Linked DNA regions of Mus musculus: region 2 is linked to region 1. A link is a contact called in public promoter capture Hi-C data. All regions are on one chromosome and are shown on one strand. The core of a region is the stretch at or near the end of the contact, and the rest is flanking DNA. Distances in the headings are between cores, read along the strand shown. Region 1 holds the start of Nhsl2 (NHS-like 2). Region 2 overlaps Nhsl2 (NHS-like 2).

Region 1 (4,794 bases), core at 1,407-3,906:
TTCTTTCTTAAGGCTTTTCCTATCTGGCTCTGCCTATAATCCAGCTTCATTTATTCATTCATTTAACAGACACTTCCTGAGTAACCTAACGTATGCTAGGCACTGGGCTTGGCATGGGCATACAGCAGCAAACAAGACAAATGTGGTTCCTGCCTTCAGGGAGCTATTGGAGGGAGGAAGATGATAGTATTACAAAGAAATACTATTGCTATTATCATAAACAAACAGAGATGATCATATTACCATCTGTACGCTGTGCCAGATGCTGTGCTAGAGGCTGATGGAGACCCTTTACCTTAGCTGCTTTTCTGGCTGGTGAGCTTGGATAGAGAGTGGTGCTTTTAGGAGCTCAGTTGTCCCTCCACAGAGCAGGGGGAACCCTGCTTCCCCAGAGGCTGTCTCGATTCAATTTCACTTGTGGAACTGGAGGTCTCTATCTTTTCTGTGGGAAAGAGACAGGCTAAGAAGGAAGGTGAATACTTAAGTCCTCTGACCTTCTCCCATCTGGAGCAGACCCACTCTAGTCCTGGGAAGGGAGGAGGGGCTCTGCTCTGAGGTGGCTCCATTGCAAGTCCTTGATGTTTCCTTGATGAAAGCCAGGACTCTCTCATTCAAGAGGCTGGAGTGAGTGAACTGACTAGGCTGGGGGGAAGGGCATGGGGCCAAAACTGAGCTTCTTCTTATGGAGCTCTGAACAACTCAGCTTCGGGAAGCAGAGTAGGGGGTGTGAGTGCGGGTGGCTCAGCCACCAGGCCCAGCCCAGGCCTGCTGCACTCAGGCTGCAAAGCTCTGCCCAGACAGTCTCCTTCAATCTGCTCCTACTTCATGTCTCCTTCTCTGGAGCAAAGATCAGTCGAAACAGCTCATAGGTCAGGGAAAAGTATCTCCGCTGAGTAAAGCCAAGTCCACTACTTCCTGCCAGTCACTCTCTTGGCTGAGGTTGGAGTTCATCAAGCAAGGAACTTTGGATTCTTATTCCACAATTGGACCTCACAGTTCAAAAGAGGGGCCACCTTTTGTCCGTTTGTTGATTCTTACTTTAATTAGAACTCAGTGTTTCTAGTAACTATGTTTTTATTTACTAAATAAGAAATGAGTATAGATGAAGGCAACCAGATTGCAGTACATTGCTTTTTTTAAATTTTCAATCGACAAATAATAATTACATATGTGTAGGGCACGGTATTATGTTTTGATATTTGCATTGAAGAATTAATAAATAAAGCCAATGAATATAGCCATCATGTCACATACTAATTTTGTGTAGCAAAACATTTAAAACCAGAGATTCTCTTTAAATTTACTTTATTATTTTAAGTGTATAAGCATTTGCCTGCATGTAGGTCTGGTGCCCTCAGAGCTGAGAAGAGGGTGTTGGATCCCCTGGAACTGGAGTTACCGAGAGCTGTGAGCTGCCAGGTGGGTGCTGGAAATTGAACCCAAGTCCTCTGGAAGAGCAGCCAGCGTTGCTGTTAATGATTGTACCATCTCTCCAGCCTGCATAGAGCTTTCTTGAACTGTCTAAGGAACAATTAACTTTTCTGAAGCAAAGAATGGAAACAGTCCACATTGTGTTAGTGTGGGCACAAGTGTTTTGTTTAAAAATATTTTGCTAATAGATTCTGTGGGCTTATACTCAACAGAGCATATGTAGGATGAAAAGGAGCACAGCCCAAATGAAAGCAGAGCAGTGGAGAAACCATTGAAAGTTCAGTGTGAGCAGCTTTGGGTGGAAATGTCCCAAGTGCATGCAGACATAGAATACACTAAAGGTACTCTACTTGTCTGAGCACATTTTACCTTCTACAGTTGAGAGAAATCGGGGCTGTCTGCACTGAAAGCACATCTCAGCTCCTGAAACCCCTCTTCTGGGATACTACAGGAGCTCATTGTGCCCCCCAAAGGAAACAGATCGGTGTTCCCTTTTGGCACAAAATGCAAACTGGATCCCTCAATCCCAACGAAATAAGTTACTCCACAAAATGGGTTTGTATTTATTCGCTCTTGCCTTTACAGTTCCACAGTGCTAGGGTCACTTCCCTCCTGGACAGTCAAATAAGATACTTGGTTCTCTCTCCTCTGATTCTAAGGTTCTGGCCGCTAGCTTGCTCAATGGAGACTGGTGCGTGGCAAGGAGTATATTTTAGAAGGAAAACTAGATGCATGAAGCCAGACTTCGTGTCTCTGCTGTGACTCGCTCGTATGTACGCCGGTGTGTCTGCATTGTTCAGTATTTACAAAGAAAGTTAAGTTTAAAAAACAAAGCAGAAAACAACCTTAACCCGGGTTAAGGTACTGGGCCTGAAGCTCCTCAGGAGGACCCGGGCACATTTTGCGCACCGACCATCACAAACACACATTCACACAGACTTCCCTCGGTTAACTCTCAGCTTCTTTCTACTCTTCTTTCCTTTTTTTTTTTTTTTCCTTTTCTTCTCTCCCGGATCAAGCGTTAATCTGCGAATTTTTGACCGCAAAAGAAAGAAAGAAAGAAAGAAAGAAAGAAAGAAAGAAAGAAGAAGAAGAAAGGGGATGGTGGGGGTGGGGTGAGGAGGAATCCCGAAGTAGCTGAGTGAGCTGAGCGAGGGAGGAGGAGAAAGCCAGGGAGGAGGAGCCCAGTGGAGCAGAGTCAGAGGGACTGGTGGCTCCTGCGAGTGTGCAGCCCGCGGGGAGCCGGCGCTGCAGGCTGTGAAGCCGCCTGCCCGCACAGCCGCCCGTGCCTCTCGCTCGCCCGCGCCCGCGTCCCGGGCCCTGCTCCACCAGGACCGCCGCTGCCTCTCAGGATTCCCGAGTGCCACAAGGCTAGCGGACCGGGTCGGTCCCCGCGCCCGCGCCCGGGATGCCGTTCTACCGGCGCACTGTGGTGCCCCAGCGTCTGTGCCCGCGCAACCCTCCGCAGCCGCTGGCTGAGCTCCGCGACGTGAGCCACCTGGCCGCGCTCAGTCTGCTCCGCCAGCTCGCAGACCTCTGCGGCCACTCGCTGGCTCTGCTGGAGGACCTCGAGGGGCACCTGCTGGCTCTGGGGCGCCGCACCGACAGCCTGTACCGGCGCACCGTCCGGCTCCGCCGCCGCCTTCCCTGTCGCCTGCTTGGCCCGGAGGATGATGAAGAATTGCTAGGTAAAAGGCGCGAGGCGCCCGCGACCCTCTCCCACCCGCCTCTGGGGATGTCCCGCTGGGTCTGCCCGTGGCCGCCCCTCAAAGATCGAGGGACACGGCCTCCAGGACGCCCTCCCGCCGTCCGATCCTTCCGGGATCCGCTCGCCCGGTCCCGAGTGGCCCTCTGCTTAGGTCTGGGGGCTGCCGCCACCTCTGGAGTGCTTGGTGGAGAGGGAGGGGATCCGTAGGGTCCTGGGCGGCGCAGACCAAAGAGTCCCGGTGGCTCCGGGAACCGAATGGCCGTGCCTGCGTCTCTCCTGATGGGCCACTTTGGAAATCGCGCCCGAGCTGCCCGCCTGCCTCCCGGGCGGCGGGGGCCGCTGCAGCCAGACCCGTGGGACCTCGTGCCGGACTGCGAACGGGCTTCCCGCGCCCAGCCGTCTCCGAGCTCCCTTCCCGCTCGCTTCTCCCCGCACACTCCGCGTTGCCTCGCTGGGAGTGGCCGGCAGGGGGAGGGGAGACTGCCCAGGGCTTAGCGGATTCCATACCCCAAACCCCCGCCCCAGCCGCTAAGGTCCGGCTGCCCAGATTTGCGGGAGAGAACCATTTAAAGAGACTGTCATCGGTTTTCTTAAAAATGTGCTCGCCAGCCATGCCCGAGAAACGCCAGGTCCCGGGAGTTTCCTTACTGAACACTAGGAACCTGTGAGACTGGAGGCGGGCGGGAGCTCAGGCTCTTTACTACTTTGGATCTCAACACTTTGGATAGGGAGGACCTCTTCTGCAAAAAACGCAGCGTTCCCTTAGAATGTGGGACTTCTCTTAAACGGGGTCGGGGCTGAGTATGTTTAAAAATGCTGAGAGTAGAGGAGGAATGGCAGGTAACAGGGCCAATTGCCACCTAGGGAAGGCTAGGAAGGGGTGTCGGGGGAGCAGTGTGCCAGAAAGTTTCAGAAGGAGGTGGAAGATGGCTACTTGCTGACTTTTGAGGGAGGCCTTGGGAGAGAATTGTCTGGGTCAGCCTTTCTTCCTTGCAGACTCCACCCCTAACAAAATGACAGGAGTCAGAGGTTCTGGCGCCCCTCTTCCTTCATAAAGGTCTCTGTCCTTTGAGGTAGATGGCAGAGGTCACTGCTAGAGAAAAATAAACTGAATCCTTTGAGCAAAGGAAGGTGGAAGACACAGATGACTGCCAGATGGAATGTGGCCACGGGACCAGAAGCCTCTGGGAGGTAGGGGACCAGGCAAGCCAAGGCCCAGGGTCTGGCTCCTTCTCAGTTAACAAAGAGGGTAAGAAGGTCATTGTTTTTCTTTCCCTGGGGTCCCACTGATTAACAGGATTAGTCTAGGAGAAACTTGATAAGACTTGGAGAATACTTTTCCAAATCTCTGTACAGCCTGCGGTGTACAGCCTGCGGTGTACAGCCTGCTGAGAGCCACCTACTGAGTTCAGCAGGGTAAGTTGAGGACTAGGAGGAAGCTCTGCTTTTCCAAAGTATAGCTTTCTGTTTGCTGAGTCAGACAGCCCTTCCCATGGGCTGGGGTGTTGGGATAGCTTCACTAAGTCACTTGGGGGCCTAACCCTTTCTAGTGATCTATTGGGTTAGAAAGAGATAGTTTTATGCTGCAGGTATATTGTTAAAGGGGGGAAATGACACTTAAGATAAGTGTCATTGAGTTAGCCTCTTGGAAGCTT
Region 2 (4,794 bases), core at 1,088-3,587, 110 kb after region 1:
AAAACTGTCCACCAGAAGGGGCCGATGACACTGGAAGAACTCAGTGCAGAGATTTTCAAGTCTATTCGTCTATCCCTAATACAGTAGAGTTGGAAGTCTATACTCTTTTTTTAAAGCCTCGTTCACTTTATCCCAGTTATCAGTGTGCAGTTCCCACTGCACTCTAAATGCCTACTGCTATGTCCATACCACAATCCATTAAGTACTCTGGATTTAATACTTTGTATAGGGAATTGTCTTTCACTTTATTTTCTCTAAAGTGTTTTTTTTAGCATTCTCTTTGCATGCTTCCTGGCTTTAGAATGAGTTTGTTGAATCCAATGAATAATTTCTGTGGCAATTTAGCTGGAATAGTAGTGAGCTTATAGACTGCTTTAAGGAGACCAGACATTTTTTTTCCTCCTTCGTGCAATGTTTTTCTCCTTTACAAAGACCACCAAAGCCTGCAAGAAAGGGAGCCAGGGCTAAAGAACACATAGAACTCACCTCCCTGACTTACGCCCTCCCCTTATTTGTGTCTGTTTGTGAAGGCCTGAACTTCAGACTCCTGAAGTTAAATATTTATTTTAAATCTTTAACAGGCCGTGAACGCTTAGTCTGTTTTTCAGTAGTACCCACGAATAGAGACAATACCTTCTTTTCCTGATCACAAAGAAAAAGAAGATGTAGTCACGTGCATACCTAGTTAAACACTGTCAGGAAATGGTGGGGTGGTGCCTTTCTAGGTAGAGCTCAGGCTGACAGAAAGTCATGGTGGGTGGGGTGGGTGGGAATACCAGTGGATGCAGAAGCATGAAAGGTTACTCATGTCTAACTTTTTTTCTGTGGCTCTAGAGCACCATGTCCGTTCGGTGGTGCTACTAGCCACAGGTACCCACATGGAAACCAAATGGACCTCGATGCTTGGCTCAGGCTGGAGCTGTCTGAATGATTCATCAGGCTCTCTCAGGGTCAAACCTTAGGTCTACAAAGACCTTCAGCATCACGGGGAAGCAGTCGTTAGCTACAGCTTTCCACACTTTCCTCAAAGGGAACAGTAGGACCTGGATTAGGGTTTCTTTGGCTTCCACAAATGCTGTCTGGGCAAGCAGTGCTGTGCCTACCTATGTTCCATTCAGCCCAGAGGATAGGCCGTGCCCTCACAAATCTGGATTCTCTTCTGCATGTTTATTGTCTCCAAAGCAGAGGTGGGACCTTAGCTGCAGGCTGTGATCTGTGTTTCTTACAGTCTAAGGAAACAAGCAATATATTACTAATAAAGAAAATAAAACAGGCAGTGGCAAACACCAGAGGCGGGTGCAAAGGCGATGTGGACTTTAACTGCATAACTTTTTGATCTACTAGTAAATCCTTCTTAACCCCAGAGCCATGTCCATGTCATGCACTTGATTCAACTGCACATCCTGCCAAGGTTCCAGGGTCATCTTAGTTGCCTCTCTCTCTCCCATCTGTTCCAATTTCTGGTGCACATTCCTAACTCACAGCTCCTGCTCCTATTCCCATGCTTAGGTCTTGTTTTGCTTTGCTTTAGAAACAGTCTCACTATTATTCTTAACTATGTTGCTCTGGCTGTCCTATAACTCACTTTGTAGACCAGGTTGGTCTCAAACTCAAGGAGATCTGCCTGCCTCTGCCTCCCAAGTGCATGTGTCACTATGCCCAGCTCTGTGTCCCGCTCCTTAACTCAAAGCATTTCACACACTCAAGCCCCACACCTGTCTGCCTTTCTCATTAGGAGCTATTTTACAGCTTTTAATTTTGAAATGGTAAATGTTTGCTATAATGCTTGAATTTCAAAGTCCTTTATGACATCATCGTTTAACTGACCCTTCCTGAGTGTGTCTGGTGTGTGTGAGTGGAGGAGGGGTGCAATTTGATGCTGTGGAAAGCCCATCTCACCTGAACTTTGGAGTCACACATAACTGAGTCATATAGCCCCTCCCCTATTCTTTAGCGGTTTGTTCCCTGCCTTCGCCCCCATCTTCCCCTGGTCCTCAGTCTCTATCCCCATCAGAAGTTGTAATGAATCGACGCGAGGTTCTGGTGTGTGTGTGGGGGGGGGGGTGAATAATGCTGGGGTTCATACAGGACTGGGGCCCAGGAGGGCAGAGCAGGCCAAGTGTGCCCCGGCTGGTTTGCGTGAGCAGAGCAGCTCTGTGCAGCTCCGCGCGTCACCAGGCGCGTGCGGAGGCGGCAAGAGCGGCGGGCGGTGAGTCATGGTCCCCGCGCACCTCCGGAACTGGAGGCTGCTTGGCGCAGCACAGCCCCCGCCTAGCTCCCTGCTCCTCCCCGCTCCTGGGGCGGACGGGCGGCATGAAAGCCTGATGCCGGGCGGCAGAGGGCGCTGCTGTGCAGCTGCTGGCAAGCCAAACAAAAAAGGCTGGAGCTGCCTCTGGCTGGGAGGGATGAACAGCAGCCCAGAGGCGGGGCGAATGGGGGAATGAATGCCAGGGCAGCCTTGCTGTTTTTAAGAGAAAGGAAGTGTACTTCAGAATGATTCATCCCTGCACAGAGTGATGGGGCAGTGGATCCCCCTACCCACCGAAGGAGAATGCCTTTCTTGCTTAGCCTAAGCTGTCTAAAGTTAGCAGCATTATCCATTCCTTAGAGAGGGTCCCTGATAGAGCGGGTTACCTCTTTTCAAAATGGATCTGCCCAAGGGACTTAGCCTGCAACCTTCTTTCCTCTGATGATTGCCACTTGAGGAAAGTGGCCTAAGATTTGAGCTGACAGTAATGCAGGGCAAGAGAACGTGCTCTACTTATCGGTGACCAACGTCCCACTGTCGTCGTGTTTTTTTTTGTCTTGAAATTGCTCTGTGTGTGTGTCCTTGAGCTTTTGCTCAGGGTAGAACCCAGAGCCTTGTGCATAATAGATAAGTGCTATTCAACTGAGCAACATCCCCAAACCCAAACTTAAGCACCATCATTCATTCATTCATTCACTGTGAACATCTTCACAATGTTTGAAAGCCAGTCACAGTGCAGAGAAGGAAGAGAACCAAATGTTAAAACAATGATCCTTAGCAGAAAACAGCTTATGCTTGACCCGGGACACCTAAGTAAATACATGCAAGAGCTTCATGCTGCACCTTGGAACTGAGTTGTTTTGGTCGCTGATGCATTCTGGGAGCACACAACAGTTACTGACACACAATAGACACTCATTTGTCCAGGGAATGCTAGAGACGTTCAGGAGAGTACATGGGACCCAGAAGAGTCCAGGATGAAGATGTTAGCCAGATGGAGATTAAGACAGAGAGAAAAGAGCCTTGGCAAAATAGAGGTCTCCATCCTCACCTCCCTGTGCCTCCCTTCCCTCATTCAAGGAGAAAAGCAGAGACCTGGCTCTGAATCTAAATGTGCTTCCAGAAATGAGCCCAAGTGTATAGGTTAGGGCCTGGCCAGAGCTTCTGACCTCTGACTTAGCTCGGCTTCAGATTACAAACTTGCCTATTTTCCGTGCTCCTCTCCCCCCCCACCCCCTCACTCTGTCTTCCCTCAAACTCCCCTAGAATAAATTATCTATGACATGAAAGTCTGTACTTGTGTTTTGTCATGAGGTTTATTTTTTGTATTAATTGTATTTCAAAATAAAGGCTTTGTTGTTTACAGATCTTTATACTAGCACAATTTTGCTGTAGGAAAACAAGTCAACACTTTTGTACTAAGAATAAAATAAAAATCCAGCCATAGTTTCACCGTCCAAAGTAGTGCTTGGCGTTTGGAATGCTTCCATTACAATTCACACACACTGGCACTCATCCAGTTAGAACTGGTACAGACTGAATCTTATGTTCCTAAGAAAAACATGAGCTTGGACAGTGGTCTCTTGCCCTCTATCAATAACTCTGATGGCAAGACGTTTTGGCTGAGAATCCCAAACTTGATTCTTTAAGCAGCTGAGGCTCCTCAGTGTAAGTCCTTGGGAAAGTTCAGAGAGCTTTCTCTGAGCCAGTGCTGTTTCCACACCATGGTATGGATGCCTCCCTAAGTCTATTTCAGAGGGCCACAGGAAAGAAGTGCTGAACTCCTTGCTGGGAGGGAAAGGTGGAGAAGGGACCTATTGCCCCACTTGTCCAAGGGAGAATCCCTAAAGCAAGTCCATAACCCTGGGTAACTTTTTGGGAAGCTGATTTTCTCAGCTTCTTTAACGCTTCAATATAAGTATGGGAACTCTTTTCTGTCTTTAGTCCTTGCCTTTCAAAGACACACACACACACACACACACACAGTCCCTGCTTTCAGTGTAACACGTCTTCATATCGAAGGAGCTTAGGTGAATAGTCTAGAGTCAGACAAGGGGTCAGAGATAGATTTGAGACTGGAACATCCTTTCAGACAGTTAAGCTAAAGTGCTCTTAGGTGATTCCTCTATTCAGAAGCTTTTGAGACACCCTCCTCCCTGTAGACTGGAATGGATGATGCTGAGTCTGACAATCAAGGTCCTCCATGGCCTCTTGATTCAGCTCAGCTCTTCTTCCCAGACTGACTTTTCGCTTCCCAGGATCCTCTTCTTCACTCTCTTTCACCATGCTTTAGAGTTCGCTTGTCAGGGTGCCCGAGCTCTCTGAGTTTCTGGGAGATAGGGTGAGAAAGGACTCACTCCATTTCTCAGGCTGGCCTTGAACTTAAGATGTCTATTATGGCTAACATTGATTTTGAAGTTGACAAGATCTGGAATCAGACATTCCTTCCGTCACATTTAGCATCCTCAGTTTCTAGAAACATTGAGTCAAATGAATCCCCCACTTCTTTTGATTATGGGACACTGGGTCCTCAATGCTGCCTCAGA

What was found. Promoter capture Hi-C pulls out the DNA fragments that hold promoters and counts their contacts.
Region 2: a promoter capture Hi-C map of second pharyngeal arch cranial neural crest shows a contact between it and region 1, with 2.4 times the contacts expected there. The contact joins the enhancer-like site here to the promoter of Nhsl2 in region 1. A contact is called at or near these places in 3 of 39 promoter capture datasets (embryonic stem cells, hippocampal neurons and second pharyngeal arch cranial neural crest), 1 of 15 datasets of contacts at CTCF or cohesin (embryonic stem cells), 19 of 484 Hi-C or Micro-C datasets (brown adipocytes, cerebellar granule neurons, cerebellum and 8 more), 5 of 115 datasets of contacts at active chromatin or transcription factors (cardiomyocytes, embryonic limb bud, embryonic stem cells and 2 more) and 3 of 9 other capture datasets (adipose tissue, embryonic stem cells and pancreatic islet).

Annotation. Positions count from the first base shown.
Region 1 is chrX:101,846,729-101,851,522 of GRCm38.p6, forward strand. It overlaps Nhsl2 (NHS-like 2), which reads left to right and starts at 2,657. Exons shown (of 8, transcript NM_001163610.1): 1 at 2,657-3,119. The coding sequence starts at 2,840.
Region 2 is chrX:101,952,079-101,956,872 of GRCm38.p6, forward strand. The region is part of intron 1 of Nhsl2 (NHS-like 2); the gene reads left to right. Among named protein-coding and RNA genes, the nearest start is that of Gm25828, 42 kb to the left of the region's middle. Within about 2 kb of position 2,338, at least 231 of the 459 cell types and tissues checked have an H3K27ac peak or open chromatin away from gene starts, as enhancers often do. A contact at or near this core is called in cerebral cortex, embryonic fibroblasts, embryonic limb bud and 7 more, where this site is marked.